Regions from separate parts of the Rattus norvegicus genome. Here region 1 is linked to region 2. The links are chromatin contacts, called in public Hi-C maps. All regions are on one chromosome and are shown on one strand. Each heading gives the region's core, a stretch centred on a gene start, on an enhancer-like site or on the middle of the called end of the contact. The rest is flanking DNA. Distances are from core to core; before and after follow the strand shown. Region 1 holds the start of Acot11 (acyl-CoA thioesterase 11). Region 2 overlaps Acot11 (acyl-CoA thioesterase 11).

The links. A called contact is a pair of places that touch in the nucleus more often than the background predicts.
Region 1: a contact with region 2 is called in a Hi-C map of kidney, with 2.5 times the contacts expected there. The contact joins the promoter of Acot11 here to the enhancer-like site in region 2. A contact is called at or near these places in 6 of 12 Hi-C or Micro-C datasets (the A7r5 cell line, the Rat2 cell line, Schwann cells and 2 more).

The regions. Positions count from the first base shown.
Region 1 is chr5:126,801,760-126,806,107 of GRCr8, reverse strand. Acot11 (acyl-CoA thioesterase 11) reads left to right here and starts at 1,601. Exons shown (of 16, transcript NM_001271383.1): 1 at 1,601-1,744. The coding sequence starts at 1,712.
Region 2 is chr5:126,758,072-126,762,388 of GRCr8, reverse strand. Acot11 (acyl-CoA thioesterase 11) reads left to right here. Exons shown (of 16, transcript NM_001271383.1): 11 at 1,064-1,130; 12 at 1,420-1,503; 13 at 2,213-2,343. Among named protein-coding and RNA genes, the nearest start is that of Fam151a, 17 kb to the right of the region's middle. Within about 2 kb of position 2,713, at least 1 of the 93 cell types and tissues checked has an H3K27ac peak or open chromatin away from gene starts, as enhancers often do. A contact at or near this core is called in kidney, where this site is marked.

The DNA of each region.
Region 1 (4,348 bases), core at 352-2,851, 45 kb before region 2:
TACATGGATGCTAAGAGCCAAACTCAGGTCTTCATGCTTGGGACAATAAGCACTTTACTAACTGGGCTATCTCCCCAGCCTCTACCTCCATTCATAAAATATTTATTTTTACTATTTTTAGTTAGGTGTAGGTATGTGTGTCTGCATCTGGATATGTATGTGTGCATGAAAGCAGATGCCGTGGAGCTCAGAGACATCGGATTTCCTAGAGCTGGAGTTACAGATGGTTTTGAGCCATCTGACATGGATACAGGAACCCAACTGGGCTCTTCTAGAAGAGTAGCAAGTGCACTTAACCGCCGAGCCATTTCTCCAGTCCCCATCCTTCTTTTTTTCTTTCTCTTTTTCTTTTTCTTTTTCTTTTTTTTATTGACAGTGTCTATCATCATATTATAGATCAGGCTGGCCTGGAACTCAACATGTAGCCTAGGCTGGCCTTGAATTCATGGCCATCCTCCTGCCTTAGGTTCCTGAGTGTTGGGATTACAGGCAGTAGTTAGTACAATTGGTGCTCATCCTTCTGTCTTTCAGGTTTAACTTCAGTTTTTCATTTGCAGATACACAAGTGTGCAGATTGTTAACAAGAACTCACAAGGAAGGACGCACAAGTCCTTGATTCCTAGAGCCAAGGCTTTGAGAGAGAGAGGACTTGCCCAGAGTCCTGGGCATGGTAGCGAACTCAGGGCCTTTGGAAGAGGATGTGTTAATAACTGTGTGGTGAATGAAGCAGAAGCAGGAGGCAGAGGAAACTTCTGCTCATCTGTTCCCATCTGCTCCATACTGGCCGTGGTGCCTCAGATGCACACCTTCCCAGCCCCAAGGATCCTTCCTGTGCAGCACAGAGAGGATCAGCAGGAGGCCTGAATCACAGCAGAGGTTTGGTGGTCCAGGACTTGTCCTCAGCCATCTGGTCACCTGTTCCCTTGGGTCTTTTAAGTCCTGCCCAGTGTGTGTCGAGTCCTCTGCCTCAAACCTCTTGCAGAAGTGACAGAGGAAAGGCAAAATCCTGGAGGACTTCACTCCTTGATGGCCACGGGTGCTGCATACCACGTGGCATACCGGGTGTACTTTGGCACGTGCCTCATTTAAAAGAATTACCTGCTTATAAGGAAGTGACTGCCAGAGCCTAGTGTACAGATCCAGTTTAGCATTTGCTGGATGTGGACAACCTGGGTCCAGGAGTTAAGCTAGTGGGCAGCACTCCGGAAGGTGAAATCCTGGCAGGTGGGTCTGGTGTCTCTCTAGGAGGCCTTGGCAGCTTCCTGGCATCCTGCTACACTCCAGCCTGCCCTCTTGTGGATGGATGGAATCCCTGGCAAGAGATCTGGGATCTCCATTCTGTTAGGCAAGGACAGGGGGTAGGGGGCTAGAATGGGGGCTGGAATTTGGCTGGGTCCAGAGCCATAAAGACAGTCTGGTGGTGCCAGTAGGTGGGTATCAGGCCCCACGTGGCTGTGGCCCAGCTGGCAGGTGCTAGGGTGCCTTCTGTGCTGGGGTTGGAGGGGGGGCACAGAGGGAGGATTGAGGAGAGGCCAGGACACGGGGCGGAGATATTTACAGCTGGCTCCGGAGGGCGGGGAGCTTGGGGGAGGAGCCAGGAGAAGCCGGCTGCTTTTGGAGCTGCTGGACGCTTGGGACTCAGGTGACCAGCGGCCCTTTAGAAGCCTACAGACCCCCTCCACAGCGTGGCAACCCAGCAAACGGAGCAGAAATGATACAGAATGTGGGCAACCACTTACGAAGGGTATGAACTGTGGGTTAGGGTGGACTGGGAGACAAACAGGTCTCCTGGTGTGGGGCCCAGAAAGTAGATGCTGTCCTCTAAAGTCGGATCTGCATCTTTAGTCTCACTGTCTGCTGTCTGTATTGTTGTCTCCTTTAGAAGGAGAAATCGCAGAACATGGACTTCTTAAGTTATAGCTAGAGTCTCTCCAAAGAGCCCCAGGGACCTACAGTAGGGCTCCCTCAGGCTGGCAGTCTGTGGTTGGGTAGAATGGAATCTTCTGTAGCAAGTTCTGCAATTCTGTTTGGTTGAGTGTAGATGTGTATGTTCTGTACACAGTCCTGCTGCTGTGTGTGCCTTGTTACAATCTCGCTGCTGTGTGTGTGTGTGTGTGTGTGTGTGTGTGTGTGTGTGTGTGTGTGTGTGTCCCTGTGTCCTGTGCACAATCTTGCTGCCATCTGTGCTCTGGGCTCTGTGCCTCCTACTTCCACAGCTCAGGATTGGAGGCTATGGCCCTGACAGAATTTACGACGTGAGGGCGTGTGTGCACAAGGCGAGAACAGGAGAGTAAGTCACACAGCCATGTGAGAGAGAAGGCCATGTGGAGATTGTCCTATGCTATGACCTTCGGAAGTATTTTTTCCTGGAACCTCCTAGCCGGGACTTTGGAGTTGAGATAGGTGCTGAGGTCCCAGGAACACCCAAGCACACAGTGGCTCATTGGGGGCCTTTGGCCTGGTGCCTGGAGAAGGGCTCAGGACAGGCTGTCCCGCCAGTGCTGAGCAAGAGTATCTGCCAACCGAGGTCGTTGTTGCAGAAGAGGCCCTGGGGCAAATACACACCTCACTTGTCCTTTCAGCCCAGCAGCACCCTTGCCCAGCCCTGGGCTCTTTGCACTCTGAGGATCTCAGCTCCTTCCATCCGCTCTCCCACTAGAGGTTACTTACCTCTGAAAAGTTAGCTGTGGCACGTGCCATCCGCTCAGACTTACCAGGCAGGCTTACCCTAGCTCTCTTTCCATGCCTCACCATCCATCCCTCTGTGTTCGCAGCAGCACTGCAGGGGCTGGCTTTTTCCGTTCTTGTGGGCCACCTTGGCTTTCTCTAGCTGCTGTGCATTCCGTACCTCCCGCCAGTGACCTCGGCCTCCCTGCACCTCCGTCAGCCTGCTGTCTCTCTTGGCAGTTTCTTCCTCAGTCCTCAGATTCAGCTGGGATGCTGCCTCCTCTGGAAAGCCTTCCTAGGTTTCTCGTGGCACCATGCATCTTTGTGAACCCTGCTCTCACTGGGATGGAAGATTGGGTTATATTTCTATCTCTCCTACCCCGGGGAACTTTACGAGCTGTCCTCGGTGTACCCAGCCCTGTCAGAGGCCAGGGGATACCTAGGTTTCTTTGCCATGCCCAGGATGGAATCTGAGCTACTGGGTCTCTTGCTTCTGTCCCCTAAGCCCAGGGTGGAGTATCTCCATGCTCTGACTTTGCCAGGCAGCATGCTCAGAGCGTGCACATGCTAACGCGCTCAGTTCAGTGAGGCAGGCCCACTTTATCGTCCCTGTGCTAAGGCTAATCTTTGCTGTCAGCTTGGCTGGGTTCAGAATCTGGTTGTGTCTGTGCGACTGTTTCCATAGAGGTTTAAGTGAGGAGGGAAGACTCACTCTGAATGTGGATGGCAGATTCCTATGGGCTGGACTCCATAACAAGGGGGGGGGGAGAAAAGATATCTTGGTAACAGTGTTGCCTCTCTGTGCTTCCTGTCTGTGGACACAGTGTGACCACCTGACACCATCATTTCCTTGCCTTGATAGACTGTGTTTCCTCAAACCGTGAGCCAAGCCGAGCCCGCCCCTTCCTTCAGCCAGTTGGTTAGGTATTTGGTTATAGCAGTGAGAAAGTAACCAGTACTCTCCCCACCCTGACCCTCTCTCTCCACACTTATCCCGGATGAGAAATAACTTAGGCTCAGAGGGGTCAGCAGCCTGTCTAGGGTTGCAGAGGCAGGAAATGGCAGAGCTGGGATTTGAACTCAATGGTTCTGGTTCCAGAGCTTTCTGGACACTAGGCTTAGCCAGGCAAAGGCTGGTGAGCAACATCCCAACCTCGAGTCCTGACTCAGACTCAGCTAGCATCCAGCCTCTGGTGATGGAACTGCGTGTTGGATGTGGAAATTATGCCCCAGGGCCTCAGGGACTTCACACTAGCTAAGAATGATATTGGTCACCACCTTTGAACTTGTGCCTGGTTGGCACATCTTGACTTTCCATGGCGTCTTCTTAATTTCCTTTGCTCCTGTGGGAAAAAGGAGAGTTTGGGGGCATTTTCTTTCTTGGGGACTGAATTATTTTTATTTTTATTTGAGATAGGGTCTCATGTTACCTAGGCTGGCCTCAAATTTGATGACGATGTTGTCAGAGATGACTTTGAACTTCTAATCAGTTCTGTTCAGTTGTGTTTTGACCACACAACTGTCCATGAGCTATTTGGCACCCCCATTTTCCGGAGACTCCTTACTCAGGTGGTGCTAACCAGTGTTAAGCGGATAGAGCCAGGAAGCAGCAGTGTGCATCTGTGCTCTGCTCGTAGGCCTGGGCGCTGCTGCAGACCTTCATAGGACACCACTTACTTTG
Region 2 (4,317 bases), core at 1,464-3,963:
TCTCCTTTTAAATTTTATTTTATTTTTAACATTTATTTATTATATAGAACTACACTGTAGCTGTCTTCAGACACACCAGAAGAGGGCATCAGATCTCATTACAGATGGTTGTGAGCCACCATGTGGTTGCTGGGATTTGAACTCAGGACCTCTGGAAGAGCAGTCAGTGCTCTTAACCACTGAGCCATCTCTCCAGCCCTTAAATTTTATTTTATTTTGAGTCATAATCTCACACTGTAGCCCTGTAGCCTAGGCAGGTCTGGAACTCACTAAGTAGTTCTGGCTGGTCTTGAACTTTTAGATTCCTCCTGCCTCTCTCATCTGGGCTGGCCCTTTGCATCTGCATAGTCTTGCTTCAGCATCTTACGGCTCTTGTAGACACCAGGACACTGAGGACAGAAGGTAGATCTCTTGTCCTCAGGACACGCGGTTGAGTGAGATCTACTGTTGGTCCTAGTACTCTGAGTACTGCTTGTCTGGCCATGGAAGGGTCAAATCTCCACACTCGGGAGAATGAGGTAGAGGATTGCCACAAGTTTAAGGACAACCTGGGCTACAGAGAGATACCCATCTCAACCAAAACAAATCAATTAAAACAAAACCCATAAAGGTCTAGAGCACAGACCCAACGGCTCAAAACATGTAAACTGGTATGTCTGGTGCTTGGTAAAGCTCCTCGTAGACTCTAGCGTGTTGTGCGTGCATTCCTGGCTCACACATTATTATTAATGAGAAATGCCTTCGTTTCTGGAACATTTATCATATGCTAATCCCTGTGCTCCTTGCAAAGCCCCTTGGAGGTAGAGAAGACATGGGTTCCATTCCAAAGCGAACCCTGAGAAGTACCACGGGTGGTGTGGCGGGGAGCCTGAGCTTGTCCCCTGTGAACTTCCTAGAGCACTACCTGAACTCCTGTCTCTCAGCTGCTGTTTTCTGTGTGCCAGTGTGCCCACTGCCCTGCCAGGCAGAGTCTGCAACCCCACTGAGCTCGCCCTGAGCTGGCACTGATGTCTGCCAAACACAGTGGACTCTGAGAGACCCAGATTGCCCTTTTCCCTCTTAGGAAGTACCTTGTGTCCTGTAAGCAGGCGGAAATGGCCCTGTCTGTTCCCTGGGATCCTAGCAACCAGGTATATCTCTTTGTTTGAAAGCCCACTGGGTCCTTTTTCTTTCCTTCGGCCAGAAGAGTTTTGGAAAAAAATTCGCCAGTCCAGGGTGGTGGACTGCCCTCTGCCCTTCTCCATGATTGCTGTTCACACACTCGTGTGTGCTCCCTCTTTTGTAAGAGGGCGTGGCTGCTTAGGGCTCTATGTGAGGGCCCTGGATCCCCTTTGCCAAAACCCAGCTCTATACCATATCTGCATAGCCCCACAGGGACCCCTGGGGCAGGAGAAAGTAGCATCTGTGTCCTCTTCTCAGGTATACCTGAGCTATTACAACGTGTCCTCTCTGAAGACGCTTATGGCCAAGGATAACTGGGTGCTGTCTGTGGAGATCAGTGAGGTAACCGACCCACCTTTCTTTTCCTTGCAAGCATCAAAAGCATTTCAGCGAGGTCGTGACGCCACCCAACTGTCTCCAAGGGTTCTGAGTGAAGCCCCTAATTCTTCCTGCCTGCCACCTTTTACCCACCCTTGAGCCCCCCACCACTTTGCATGGCCCCCTTCCTTCCCACTTACTCCTTTGGGTCCAAGCACAGCAGATCACTGCAGAAGTGGGACAGGGAGCATTGTGCCTTTCTTGTGCTTGTCACCTCCCCACTTGTCACATTAGGGATGAAGCCAGACTCTGGAGTTCTGCTGCCTCAGTTACTGCTTCTTCTTTTCTTAAATAATTATTTATTTTTATGTGTATAGTGTTTTACCTGGGCATGTCTGCGTGCCACAGGTATGTCTAGTACCTAGGGAAGCTGGAAGAGGGTATCAGGTGCCCTAGATTGGAGTTACCTGCCATGTGGGTGCTAGGTATTGAATCCCGGTCCTCTGAGCCATCTCTCCAGCTCTGACCACTGCTTCTTAAAGCAGTGCCTTCTGTCTGTTCACACTGAGCTCTGTGAGAGGTCCATTTTCACAGGGCTGTGACTAAGTCTCAGGGCCATTCACTCACTTCTTCAGTCAGACAGCAAGTCAGCGGCAGCCCTGACTTCCAGCGGACAGATGCCACCAGCAGCGTGGTTTGGGGCTGTGGTGAGGCTGCCCTCTGTGCTCCGCAGGTTCGCCTGTACATCCTGGAAGAGGAGTTCCTGTCCTTTCACTTGGAGATGGTGGTAAATGTGGATGCCGCCCAGGTCTTTCAGCTGCTCTCAGACCTGAGCAGAAGACCAGAGTGGGACAAGCATTGCCGGTGAGGGGCCAGTGCTAAGAGAAAGGTGGTGGTGGTGGTAGTGGTGGTGGTGATGATGGTGGTAGTTGTGGCGGTGGTGGTAGTGGTCGTGGTGGTAGTGGTGGTGGTTGTGGTGGTGGTGGGGATTGCCTGCTGATCCCCACAATGCTTTGCTCCCACTGGCCTTCAGCTGTGGTGGGTCTGGCTATACAGTTCTGTGTTAGGTGGCAAAGTCATGGGTATGTGGAAGCCCTAGGGAAGGGACTGAGCCTGGAATTCGACCCGGAGGCTGGAGTTTGAGTCCCGCATCTGTTTTGAATAGCTTGACATTGGTTAGGACGTTTCTGACTTGAGGACGCAGGGACTGAACTCAGCAGACACGGTGGCAAAGTGCCCTACCCATTGAGCCAACTCATGGGGTTGGGAAAGTTAATGTTTACAGCGGGTCTGCTTAGCATCCTCAGGGTCATCGTCTTTTTTGCTGGAGCCGTGGCTCAGTCGGAGCTGGCGTTACAAGTGCTTCCCTAGGAGGCTGGATAGACTTGGGGACTCAGCTGCACATCACCAGCTGACTTCCCACGAGTAGCCCACTCCTCCTGAGTCTGTCCTCAGCAGAGTGATTACAGCCATTCATGCCCCGGCTTCCTGCCTAAGCTTTCTTCCCTGGGAGACGGCTTAGTAGATAACGTACTTGCACACAAACTCGAGAACTTGAATTTTAACCCCCAGGAACCATGTAAAGCTGGACATGTAGCTCTTGTCTGCAGTCCCAGTGCTCCTTCTGAGATGGGAGAGAGACAGGAGACTCCCTGGAACCCCTAGGGCAAAATTAGTCTGACACACACACAGGCAGACAGCAGTGACACACCTGAGGTTGTTACCTGCAGCGCAACACTATGTGACTACCTGCCCTCCAACACTCATACTTGTTCATGTGCACGCACACCCGTGTACACACAACCAACCACACGTGCATAGAACAAGAGATCAAGCAAGTGGCAAGAAGGGAAAGAACTGTGTTGCTTTAAAATACTGTGTATGAGTAACCAGGACCTGCGAGCAGGGCATTCTGGAACTGAGAGGTGACTGTTGGTATCTGGGCAGAGGATCCGGGAAAGGTGGGCTATTGTGAACCAAATCAATCTTCACTAAGAATGAGTGACCAGCACACTCCCCTAGGCCTGCACAGCCAGCCTGCTCCCAAGCCAGCCTCTGTGCAGCAGGGGGCTGGGGGAAGTGTGGCTGTGTCCTCATGTGTCTGTGGGTACCAATATCAGTCGATAGCGATATACCTACACACTGGAGACTCACTGGACAGTATGCACAAAGACCAAATCCTCGAACAGCTGCTTGGGGGCGTGTGCCCCTGCAGACAGATCTGTGAGTTTGGTGGTGTCTGTCTGGGTGCCTATGTATGCATGCTCATGTTTGAGCCCATGCCTGTATGTAGCTTTTTGTGTTCCTGTGACTGTTTCCTTTCACATTGCTTTGACAAAACACCCTGACAGAGGCAACTTAAGGGAGAATGGATTTACTGTGGCTCACAGTTCCAGGTACAGTCCACTGTGGTGGGGAAATCAAGGCAGCAGAAGCTCGAAGCACTTGTTCATAATGCATTCACAATAGCAAGACAAGGAGGGTGTAGGGCGGTCAGATGCATGCTGGTGCCCAGCTCATGGTCTCCATTTCCCCTGCCCAGTTGAGATGAGTCTTTCTACATCAATTAATAATCAATCCCCTACAGGCATACCCAGAGGCCCATTTCCCAGATGATTCTAGACTCTGTCAAGTTGACAGCCAATGCTGTCAGCTTGCAGACTTGTATTTGCTTGAGTCAGTGTGTTTGTGTGTATGTATGAGTGCTTCTGTAAATGCATGTGCCTGTGTATCTGCTCTGGTGCTGTGTGTATAGACAAGCATATGTGTACACACTCATGCATGCACATATCCTGAAGGGTCCCCACCCTTCCTCTGGCCCTTCTGTGCTGTGTAGAA